Linked DNA regions of Zea mays: all the other regions are linked to region 3. A link is a contact called in public Hi-C data. All regions are on one chromosome and are shown on one strand. Each heading gives the region's core, a stretch centred on a gene start, on an enhancer-like site or on the middle of the called end of the contact. The rest is flanking DNA. Distances are from core to core; before and after follow the strand shown. Region 1 holds the start of LOC100381650 (putative STRUBBELIG family receptor protein kinase). Region 2 holds the start of LOC100277450. Region 3 holds the start of LOC100194137.

Region 1 (3,914 bases), core at 556-3,055, 160 kb before region 3:
TAGATAACAGGAAATGCGATGAAGAACCTGACATACATTCCAGTTATGGAAGAGCCGGTACACACAACACCCTGCCAGCTCTCACCGCACGGGTCTCCACCATTTCCAGTCCATCCAGGTAGAAGTGGTGATCCCAGTGACATGTACAGTCCGTTTATGGCAGAGACTACAGATGATAAAAGAAGCGTGAAGAAACAATCAGCATTGAGTAACCCTTAGGGAAAAAAACGACACTGCCTGCATTGCACTTGCACAACACCTGACCTAAAACAGAGTATAAAAGAAGATTTTGCGCTTGCAAAGAATCTAAATTCAATAATTTAGGAACATGATCCCACGTCAATACTTAACAATTGACTAATGAACCAACTACACACTAATCAACATTATTGTCAATTAGACTACCGTCCTAGGATCCCAGCATGGGTAGGGCCCTCACTACGTGCACAATCTGCAGTACCATAATGTGACAATTAACACAAGTAGTGCGGTTAAAGCTCCCGTGCTGTTTGTGTTGTACTGCTAGTGTAATTAGCAAACCATCCTGCTACCAGTACGCCTAACGTAATTAGCAAACCATCATTTTCCCCTGCATCTGCATGTTATCAATATCCACGGATCCAGCACGCGAGCAGCCCATCCGCGTCTGCCATTGTTGTCATAAGAGATAAGACAGGAGCACAAGACAGACAGCTCGTTTCGATAACGCCTCAAAGGTTGCTTTCGTTATCCCAGCCGAAAGCGACGGCCCCGCGTGGCACAAACCAGCTGAAAACACCAAGGCGATCCAAATTACAGCCGCCCTGCAGCAGCTGCAGTAGCAGGCAGACGCGAGGTTGCAGGTTTCATGACAACTACTTAGCCGCCGGGCGGGCGAGCTCGGATGTCGGGTTCACTCTCACGGAGCCGAAACTGAGCTTGTAATAATCCATAAAAAGCAGAGGCCCTTATCATTCCCCACTTGTGACTTGTCACCCACACACCACACAGCAGCGCCGGCACCGACATAATTTCACCGCGCCGCACCGCACATATCCTTAACTACAGGTGGGCGGGCACCGGGCAGGCGAGAAAGCAAGAGCGCGAGAGCAACGCGAGCCGCAGCTCCCCCAGCTGGCAGCTGCGCCAGAGCACGTCAGCGCCGCACAGAATCAATCCGATCTCCGCGCCCTGCTTGGGTGCTTCGCTTCGCAGTACAGTACAGTACCACCGACAAGACCGGAGCAACCCACCTGCGCCGGCAAAACAAAACTCCAAACCAAACCAGCGCGCGATCGAGCGGTGGCGAAGCGGTCCACGGAACCAGCTCGCTGCGAGCAGAGCAGCGCAGACGAGACGGGGAGGGGAAGCACGAGCGTACCGTCGGTAGCGTCGGTGACCGCGCGCACGAGTCTGGGCGCGGCCGCCAATGCGACGAGCAGCGCCAGCAGCAGGAGCGGCCCGGCGCCGCGGCGGCGCTCCGGAGCCCGCTGCATGACCTCGATCCCAATTCCCGACGGGGTCGATCACACCATTCGGCGCCGCGCACCCCCGGTCGGATCGCGACCGGCGCCGCGCTCGGAGCAATGGGGCCGTGAGGCAGCGGCGAGGAAGAGTGGGCGGAAGCGACGAGGCGGAGACAGAGGAGATGGTTGGGGTACGGGACTGGGGCTGGGAGTCTGGGATGAGCAGCGACGCAACTGGCAAGGCAAGTAGTGGCTGCGTGTGCGTAGAGCAGTAGGCAGGGAAGGAGGGGAGCACGCAAGACGCAACGCAAACAGAGCGGGCGTAAAAATGGTGGGCTGGCTCTCGCTCGCCTTGGGAGTTGGGACGTTGCCCGAGACACGGCACGGGGTGTGTTTTGTTTTGTTTACTGCGTGGGGGTGGGGATGGATGAGATGATTGGGCGTAGAGATGGCAATGGGTACCCGAAACCCAAAACCCGATGGGTTTTTACCCCATTAGGGTACGGGTTTAGTCCAATTTTCATACCCATGGGTTTGTTAATGGGCATAAATCTGTACCCAGCGGGTTTATGGGTACGGGTTTGTTCCTACAGTATCCAAACCCGTGAACCCGTGGGTTTTTTAAACCCGACCAAACCTAGTGCATATTGTCATTTTATTTTATAAACGAACAACAAACTTATTATTCCTTATTTACTTCATAATTTTTACCAATTGGTGAATGTATCAGTAGTCGGTGAGAGTGTTGCTTGCTTGCTATTATATTTTTTTACTAGCGTTATATATGTGGTGGATGGATAACTTAGTGCAAGGTCACTTAATTATACAACTTATTATTTGTATTTCATTCTCTCTACTAATAATTTTTATACCAAATCATGAACTCGTTGTTCATTACATAGATTTTGGATCATGATATCATTAATCATTACGATACTTATTGATTATGAGAAGATAAGTATATTGGAGATGAAACCCGCGGGTAACCCATGGGTACCTGTTAACCCGATGGGTACGGGTTTGGGCAAAATCTCAAACCCGTCATGGGTACGGGTTTTTTAATGGGCATAGATATTTTTCACGGGTACGGGTTTGGGACGGCAAAACCCAGCGGGTTTGTACCCGTTGCCATCTCTAATTGGGCGCGTCGGCCCGCGCTGGCGGCTGGCGGGGGGCCCGCCCGGGTGACGGAGACGGAGAGGGGGACTCCAGGCAGGGGATGCCGATGCCGTGGTCGCGGCGCCGGCTCGCGGCTGGCTGGCTGGTCCTCGGCGGCAACAGTGCGGGCGGCGTGGACCGCGGCATGTGCGCGGGGACGGACGGATGCGGCGCCTCCCTCGTGGGCATAGCTGGCAAGTTCTTGCCGGGTTTTGTTTCGTACTACTATTCGTTTCCCCCTTGTTCTGGCCCGTCGGCCGGCTGCTCGTACGTTTCGTTTGGTTGCCGACGAGGGTGACGACGATGCACGCAGTTTCAGTGACTACGTCCCGGCGGCCACAAGTTGGAACAAGACCTGCCGCGTTTACTACTGTCTGGTAGACTGGAAGTAGCTGCGTGTTCCAGTAGATTTCAATTGTGTAGTCGGGAGTCTCTGGTCTCTGGGCACCGAAATGCCCAGGATCCTTCCAAAACCGATCGAGCGATGGCGAGAGCCTTCGGGAGAGCGAAAGAAACAACCTCGGCAGTGTTTTCTGTGTGGTGCGCGCGCGCTTGACCGCGTCTACTTGCGCTGCGAGCCTGCGCCGCTGACTGACCGTTGCATTAACAATTACTAGTCGCATCGCATGCCCGTGGATCGCTACCGTTTCTCTACGTCATATGAATTTATTTTAGTAACACACAAAATATGTATTTCTGTTGGTTGAGTCATTGGGTGATTAAACATGGAAACCGGTTGACGTGGGCATTGTTGATGTTTGGAACACGTATCATATTCAGAAGCGGGTCCAGACATTTAAGATTTGGTATTCAAAAATTCAAAAGATTAAATAAATTAGTACTCTAACGCTATTTTGTGTAATACATTATTAACAAATTACTATAGATCACCACTATTACTGGTCACATTACTGGTTGTATCACCATGCTCAGAACGATATCTTTAATTCAATAAGATACATCATTCAAAATAAATGAAACCGACACTATTTTAATATTTGAGAAATCCAAAAGCACAAGATATACATAAATAAAAGCTATTATTAACCAAGTCATAATTTTTTAGTGATGAGGTCTCACTGTTACATTTCGATCATAATTAAAGGAACATCCCAACAACATCAAGATGCATTTCAGTGAATTTGTAACATTTGCCATGACTACCAGGCTTGTCTAGGCGATGACGAGCACTGATCTTTACCTGTTCGACGACAGCACTAGTAAGGCTCGCGGGTTGTGATTACTGGAGAACACGCCGGCATAGGAGGGCATGCCAGCGGGGGACTGACGGTGGGGGGAGTCTGACGGCGC
Region 2 (3,602 bases), core at 194-2,693, 140 kb after region 3:
TGCTTTCGCAAGCTGCTGGCAGTCACAACAGCCGCTGGCGGAACAACTTTGGCTCTAGGTTGCTCAAGCTTCGTAAACATATCTAATATAGGTACATAAGAAACATGTGTATAAGATTAAGACCTAGACTCTATTTGTTCCTCTATCCTAAATATAGAGAATATTTTCTCCTATATAGTCTCTAAAAATATCCTCTAAAACTCTCTCTAAATAGACACTCCACTCATCCTCTATCCGCGTGATTGGTTTCAGTGCCCACGAGTGCTAGGCTCGTGCCGACCTAGACTAGCAGAGAAGCCTCCTCCCCGTATACCCACGCGTGCAAGCGGGAGCTAAAAAATTAACTGTGCTGCATGCGCGTGAGCAGACTCGTCTCATCCTAAGCAGGGGACCAATCACGTGCACGACCATAGTCAATGCACCCGCTGAGCCTGCACATAGCCGGCCGGGCTACCAATCACATGGTATATGTATGGACTTTCTCTTCTCTCCTCTAATTATTTTTATATTTTAGATAACAAATTAAACAAAACTAAAATATTATGTGCTTTTGATGTAGAGAGGACAATATATAGATAATGTTACTAGAGAGAAAAATTAGATAGAGAGAAAGAAACTTTTATAAAAATCTATAAAGGATAGATATAGAGACAACTGTTCATTTGGATTTAATCTGTACCGGTTTCTACTGCATCTACAATATTTTTGTTTCTATAGATTACATCTACATCAGTGCACAATTGTTTTTAATTCGAAGCTAACAGTCCTAAGTTTCCAATGTAAAAGATAGACATCCTGGGGACTGGGGACAGTATACATGTACGGGCACGGTGTGTGGGACACAGCCACACAGGCATGATGATGATGAGGTTGGAGAGTGGAGACCCAGGTCATGCAACGACGCGCACCAATTGAAATGAAGGACGTGGGATACTACCCTGCCCAGTGCCCAGGCTAGCCACTACGCCGCGCACCCCCACAGGCCCTCACAGCGCCAAGCAGTACATGTGACCGGTCCAAATAAGCCCAAGCAAAAGCGGCCCGGCCGGCGCGCGCATCTCCGCCGCGTCCTCTTGTCCAGCTGTCCCCGTCCACCGCGCGCCGAGCCATGCAAACGCAGTTTGCTTTGCCGCCCCGCGCGGCCGGCGGCCCTCACGTCAACCCGCACTCGACGACGACGCCACCACGCGCGCGCGTGTTTCGCCCCCTCGTCCAGTCGTCCGATCGGCTCTCCACGCCCGCAACGACGACGACGACAGAGTCGGCTGACGAGAGCCGCACTGGGCACGCAGTGCGGTGCCCACATACGACGGTAAATCCCAGCGAGAGCTCACGCGCACGCCGCCGTAAAGACAGCCACGGCAAGTCGGCAACTGCACCAACCACAGAGGCAGGAGAGAATTAATTGCGATAACCCCACCGGCGTTAACACGCGAGCCCCACCGGCGCACAGCTCGCTCGCCGGCCAGCGCGCGCTTGCTGCACTGCACGTACGGTACCCCCGGCACAGCACCCGTGACGTGATGTTTGTCCTTAGCAGCTAGCTAGCTAGCTAGCCCAAAGAAGCACCGAGCGAACACACACGTCGTCCTGCCTGCGGTCAAGCACCTGCGAGAGGAGAGCCTCAGCTAGCTAGCTAGCTGGTGTGTCCTATACTCGTATTGTACGTCCCTCACAGTCACATAGAAAGAGAGAGGCCGGGATCGATATCGCGATAGGTACGATGGCGGGGATGGCCGCGGCCGCAGTAGGGTCGGCGTCGTCGTCGTCCGGCCCGGCGGTTATGCTGCTGTGCGGCAAGGCGGAGAAGGTGCTGGGCGTGCAGAAGGCGCCCGGGAGCTGCCCCTACTGCGGCGGCGTGGTGGCGGCCACGGACGTGGAGGCCGAGTGGGCGCTCTGCTGCCTGCCGCTCTGCCGCAGGACCAAGCGGAGGTTCGCCTGCACCGCCTGCGCCAGGCGCCTCGTCACCTACCCGGCTATCCTGCATGACTAGAATAGAAGAAGAAGGTCGACGACGTACACCATCGACGGCCGGCCGGTTTTAATTTCCTTCTACTATCTTCATTCGCGTCTTCACCTCCGGCACTACTCCGATCTCCAGATCGACCAAGTCATCGAGAAGAGAGGTGCATTTGGTGGTCGCCCGTTTTGGTAAGAAGTTGAATTCGAACCTGAACCTCTGTTGCCAAAGTGCCAACTTTAGCCTACTCCACCGATTTCCAGCGCGGACATGCTCTTGGCGTATTTGCTAGTATATGCTAGTATATGAGATCGAAGGCCCGTGGTTAAGCTATCCGAGGATGTTCTTTTATTTTCACTCATTCGCTGCCGACAGATGGATTACTTGTTCAGGGAAAAAACACACAAAAATGCGCCTTTTTTTTTTTTGCCATCACCTACATACGTACCGTCTAGAAGTACGGTGCTTGGTCCGTGTCGCCTGACGCCGACTCTCGATCAGGGGGGAAAACACACAAAGAAAGCGGTTTTTTCTTTGCCGACACCTACATACGTCTAGGTACGCCGGCCGACTCTCGATAGCCAGATCGCACGGTAACCAGAGTTCACAGCGGGCCGATCCAGGATTTCACAACTGGGTATTCCACCTGCATAATTTTTTTTGATCAAATGTGCAATAGTAACAAGCAAAGCACAACTTTTGAGTATTGTCTCTAATAACTAAGAAATATTACAAACATCAAAAGTAGTACTCCCTCTGTCCACGTAAGCTCATCTTTTTAGTTTGTTCTAAATCAATCATTATTAACTCTGACCGATTACTAGATTCATCGTAAATTGAACTATAACTCTTTTAGTTTAAAATAATTTAATCTTATATATATTGTTGGTCAAATTTTAAATAGTTTAACTTAGTATAAACCTAGAAAGGCAAAGACCATGTTTGTTTCAGCTTTTTTTAGCTTCCGGTCACCAAAAGTTGTTCCGTACTGCCAACCAATCAGCTTTTCAACCCTCTTCTATAAAAATAGATTTGGTAAAAACCATCCAAAGTCAACATGAACACAAAATCGATCGAGTCGTGGCAATAGTAGGAGTCTGTCACTTTCTATATCCTGGACCTTATATGCGCATATTCATCTTCCTCCACACGTAACAACCATGATACTCAGATTCTCCTCACAGCCAAATTCTCCCCATAGCCAGATTCTCAGAAAAGCTGGTCACAAAAGGCTTAACCAAACTCATGTGGACGAAGGGAGTACAAAGTAACTTATGACACCCTTTTGGAAATCGATTAGGCCTTGTTCGGTTATAAGTGGATTGAAGAGGATTGGAGAGGATTAAATCTCTTGCTAGTCGAAATTGAATAAAACGGGATTTAATCCCACTCAATCCTCTCTAATCCTCAGCAACCGAACAAGGCCTTAATGGTATCATCATCACTCACTTGACCCAATAATTCCCAGTTTCCCACTCAATAAATATGACCAAGCAATCATTTAAACATTCATTACCAATTTTATTCCTCCGTACAATACACTCTTTTAACACTTGCAATTGCTGGGAAGAATTAGCACCAACTTAAAGAAGCTTGTAGACAACACAATTATTGCACATGTTTTTTATGTCAACAAGCATAA
Region 3 (3,835 bases), core at 762-3,261:
CTACAATGGCACCACACTCGCACGCTCCGAAACCCTAAACCGTAAACCGAAACGACCGTTGCGCCCACCCCAACCTAATTTCCCACTGGCAGCTATGGCTTGCCAGTGGGACTGAATTCTGTCATGGAGATCAAGTCCCCTTGCGTGGATGGATTCCAGCCATCGAGAATGACTCCTCCCCTAGGCTGAAAGTAGCACAGTCTGAAACAGAAACTGAAAGCAACCTAATAAGCCCTGAAACGCTCCTTATTGATTAAGCAAACTAGCAGGCTATCACAGCTCAGTTATACAAGAATTCAGTTGCTACAAATACTGGCCATGATTAGGCGATTCCAGATTTTAAAATTTAATAATATGTATTTGTTGTACTTCTTGAGTGCCATTAGACAGATAATGATGTTTGCTGTACTGATCCTATTAGTTTGGATTTAATGAAATTTGTGTGCAAACTACACCATTGCTTCCTGTAGCACTTTTGAAATGTCAGTTTTCAGAGCAGCAACAACTCTGCTGCAACATGTTTCAGAACTTCAGTTCAGAGATTCAGCCAGGGTTCATCTTTTCAGTTTTATTTGTGAATATCACCAAAGTGTTGCTACCTAAAGTCCTGAATTGAGTTCTTCCAGGGATTGTCTATATGAATGAACTGTAATAGAAGTAGAATTACTTGTGGAAATTTTTGTTGCCTGAAAGAGAGCTTAAAATCATGCCAACACTAAATGAAGGAACCTAGTGATTGTACATGCGCAGAGCAGTCACACTCTTCAAATAATGTACTTCTCAAAACATTACTGCCAAACTAAATAATGAACTGTGAACAAAGTACATAGAAACTGTTTTCAAGTATGAGAACAATAGTTATGAAATAATGTATTCTATGCGATGGGTAACTGGTGTCCACGGTGGCTGAAGGCAAGAATGACACAGGAACCATCCCTACAAAATAGTACCATGGCACTTCTAAAAGATGGAGAATGGAATAAATTGTGGATTTTCTGTGGGAGGGTCTTTGTTTGGTAGACCATTTTTTTAGAGAAACTAAAAATCATGGTTTTGGGGTATCTCCATTGAAGTTGCTCTTATGTTCCACAATAGTAATTCAATGCGGCTGAGAAATGAAAAGGCGCATTCAGTTACAGCTGCAAGCAGCCATTACTGCCTCATATCCACATCTTCAATAAATTGCCCCCCAACGAAGCATTTTGTCAAGAACGTGCAATGGAAAGTTTGGCCCTAGATACAATACACTCCTAATCACATGCTACCACAATTATGTTAATCTAGTAATGAGCCACTTCCACAAGCCAACGTGGTGAATAATACCATGACCATAACAAGATGAGACACTACTATGCGCACTAAAAAGCGCAAGTGTCCCCTCATTCTTTACATCCAGAAGCGAGGAGTGGGCACATGCACCAGCCTGAGCCACACAAACCCTTGCCTGGCCATCTAGGTTCCGCAGTGTGCTGGAACATGGGACTATCTAGGAATTCAGAAATGTTTCTGCCCGGAAATTAGGTTTGAGGAAATGCGAGACCAATCGATCGACCAAACAATCAACGCTCATTTACAGTAGCGAAACACCGTGCGGTTGGATCTGAAACCGGCTGGACATTCGCTCTACGCTGAGCTTGAGAAATCGACCGGTCGCCAACTCCGCCCTGGTCCCAGGAGGCCGCTCGCTCGCGGTCGCGCGTGGCCTCTACCGGACCTCACCCCGGAGGGCCCTGGCAGGGGACGAGGCCCACACACTACGATGGCAAAGATTGATGGAAAAAGAAGTAGTGAGGACGACTGCAGGCGGGGCGCTTACCTCAGGCGATGGGCGGACCGGCAGGAGAGCGGGCGAACAAGAAACTGAGACGTGCGGCGGCAGGGAAGTCTAGGGCGACGAGATGGGACTGCTTCCAGGCTGCCACCGCTGCTGCCGCCGCTTGAGTGGTGCTCGGACGGGGGAGGAAGCGGAACCCTAGGCGGGGAGGGAGGAGGATTTCAATTTGGGAGGTGAGGAGGACAAGAGGCGGCCGGAAGGGAAGGAAGGGGAGGGGAGGAAGTAGTTGCGAGCTTTGATGAGAACCAACTGCTGTCTGAAAGCGGAGCGGTGCATGATAGGGACGAGAGATCCGACCGTTGAGTCCGGGCGGGCCCCAGACCCGGTGCGGCGCGGATGGCGCAGGCCCACGTGGGCGCCCGTGCACCGACGCGCCTGCCGTTTGGGTTTGGTACTTTGCGTCGTAGCCGTTGGGGAACGAATCTGCGTTCACTTGTCCGTCGTGGGGGGCCTCGCAAGTCGCAAGGCCTGCAAAATTGAAATGACGAAGAGCGATCTAGCGCTGACCCTGACCGTAGCCTGAATTTTTCTTTTTTTCTGAATGAAAGAGGGAATCTGAACCTATGATATTAGAAACTCCTAAAATTTTATCCTATATTTTTATAGCCCTGTCTAGCGCATAGTGAATATAAGAAAAAAAATCTCTAATCATCTATGTACAGTTTTCCTGCTTTAGCATGTCGTGGCTTTAATTTTGTTGCAATTATCTAGGAAAGTAAAAGAGATACAGAAACAGTAAAATGAGTTTTTATTGTTCTCTAGATAATTTTGAAGGACCTCTACAATCATTGCAAAGAATAAATGTCAACAATTGTATTCTTTCGTCATATGATTCTCTAGACTTGAACTAATTGATGGAATTTTATGTGCCATTTTTTATGCATCATCATATCCCAAAATGATTGCATCTGGGTATTTCGATGTCCCAATGTCAGTAATTGAGTGCACTGTTGATATGGGATGTGAAAGTTGAACCTCCATAGGGTTGAGTTGCATTTACTGGGTTAGAAGATTTTGTTCTTCTATTTTCTTTGCTAGATAGAAGCTGCATCCGTGGAAATAATTGTATTTCTCTCCCTCTTACTTGTGACTTGAGTAGTTTTATTTGATACCTCTGCTCTTTTCGACACATTTCTCGTGAAATTGTAGGATTTTGTAACAGCCTTATAATTAGTAAATGCATATGACATGTTGTTTGTAGTGTGTTGCAAATTAATGAGTTTCTGAACTTGAAGTTCCGTTTCTAGAGTATGTGGATCAGGGATGGAGATGTCTGTAGCATCCCAATTGATTCCCTAGCAATTTTTGTGGTTTTGAGTTCTCCCGTTAATGCTAACGAACAGATCTTCATTGAAGATACAATATACACACCAAATCATGAGTAGGTCTCCCTATGAGGGACTCTAATGATTTTATGATAGATAGATATTAATATCCCAAAATTTTCCCCAATTCGCAAGAAGGGACCATAATTGTACGATGTATTGAGATCTGTACGTTTGTAATGAAACTAAACTTTCATAGATGGAAAATATTGGGTGGATTTTCATGTACTAGTTGTAATAGGGAGGTTGCATGATATGCAATTGGATGTAATCAAATCAAGTCAACATTGTGTAAGACAGTGTGACCCCAACATATGGTCAACCTCCCCCTAATCCTTGTTGAAGCCACAAGGGCTAACCTCTCAGACAGGTAACACCAAGGATAACCATGAGGCTTCTCCTCGTGCAATTGGTGCTCCAATTATGGTGTAAGTGCAATCAACCTCTTGATGATTTTGCTGATAGAATGACAAAACAAATAAAGCTTCTAATAAGTATGCTTCAAGTATGTACTCAGTTATCGTAAGATCCAATGAAGTACACGAGATCATATTGAATAAAACTTGGAGCATGTAATTCAATAGAATCATGCAGTTCTTTCAATAGAGATTCATTTACCCTACGTGGTTCCAAGCGATCAAGACTTTATTTTTAATTTCATTTGAGTCATAGGAAT

What was found. Hi-C and Micro-C count contacts between places; a contact is called where the count stands out from the background.
Region 1: a contact with region 3 is called in a Hi-C map of bundle sheath, with 4 times the contacts expected there. The contact joins the promoter of LOC100381650 here to the promoter of LOC100194137 in region 3. A contact is called at or near these places in 7 of 25 Hi-C or Micro-C datasets (bundle sheath, ear, leaf and 2 more).
Region 2: a contact with region 3 is called in a Hi-C map of endosperm, with 2.9 times the contacts expected there. The contact joins the promoter of LOC100277450 here to the promoter of LOC100194137 in region 3. A contact is called at or near these places in 3 of 25 Hi-C or Micro-C datasets (ear, endosperm and tassel).

What each region holds. Positions count from the first base shown.
Region 1 is chr9:110,763,894-110,767,807 of Zm-B73-REFERENCE-NAM-5.0, forward strand. It overlaps LOC100381650 (putative STRUBBELIG family receptor protein kinase), which reads right to left and starts at 1,806. Exons shown (of 17, transcript NM_001354721.1): 1 at 1,361-1,806; 2 at 37-166. The coding sequence starts at 1,475.
Region 2 is chr9:111,059,783-111,063,384 of Zm-B73-REFERENCE-NAM-5.0, forward strand. LOC100277450 reads left to right here and starts at 1,444. Exons shown (of 1, transcript XM_008661654.4): 1 at 1,444-2,321. The coding sequence starts at 1,724. The coding sequence ends at 1,993.
Region 3 is chr9:110,920,885-110,924,719 of Zm-B73-REFERENCE-NAM-5.0, forward strand. LOC100194137 reads right to left here and starts at 2,012. Exons shown (of 7, transcript NM_001139189.1): 1 at 1,817-2,012.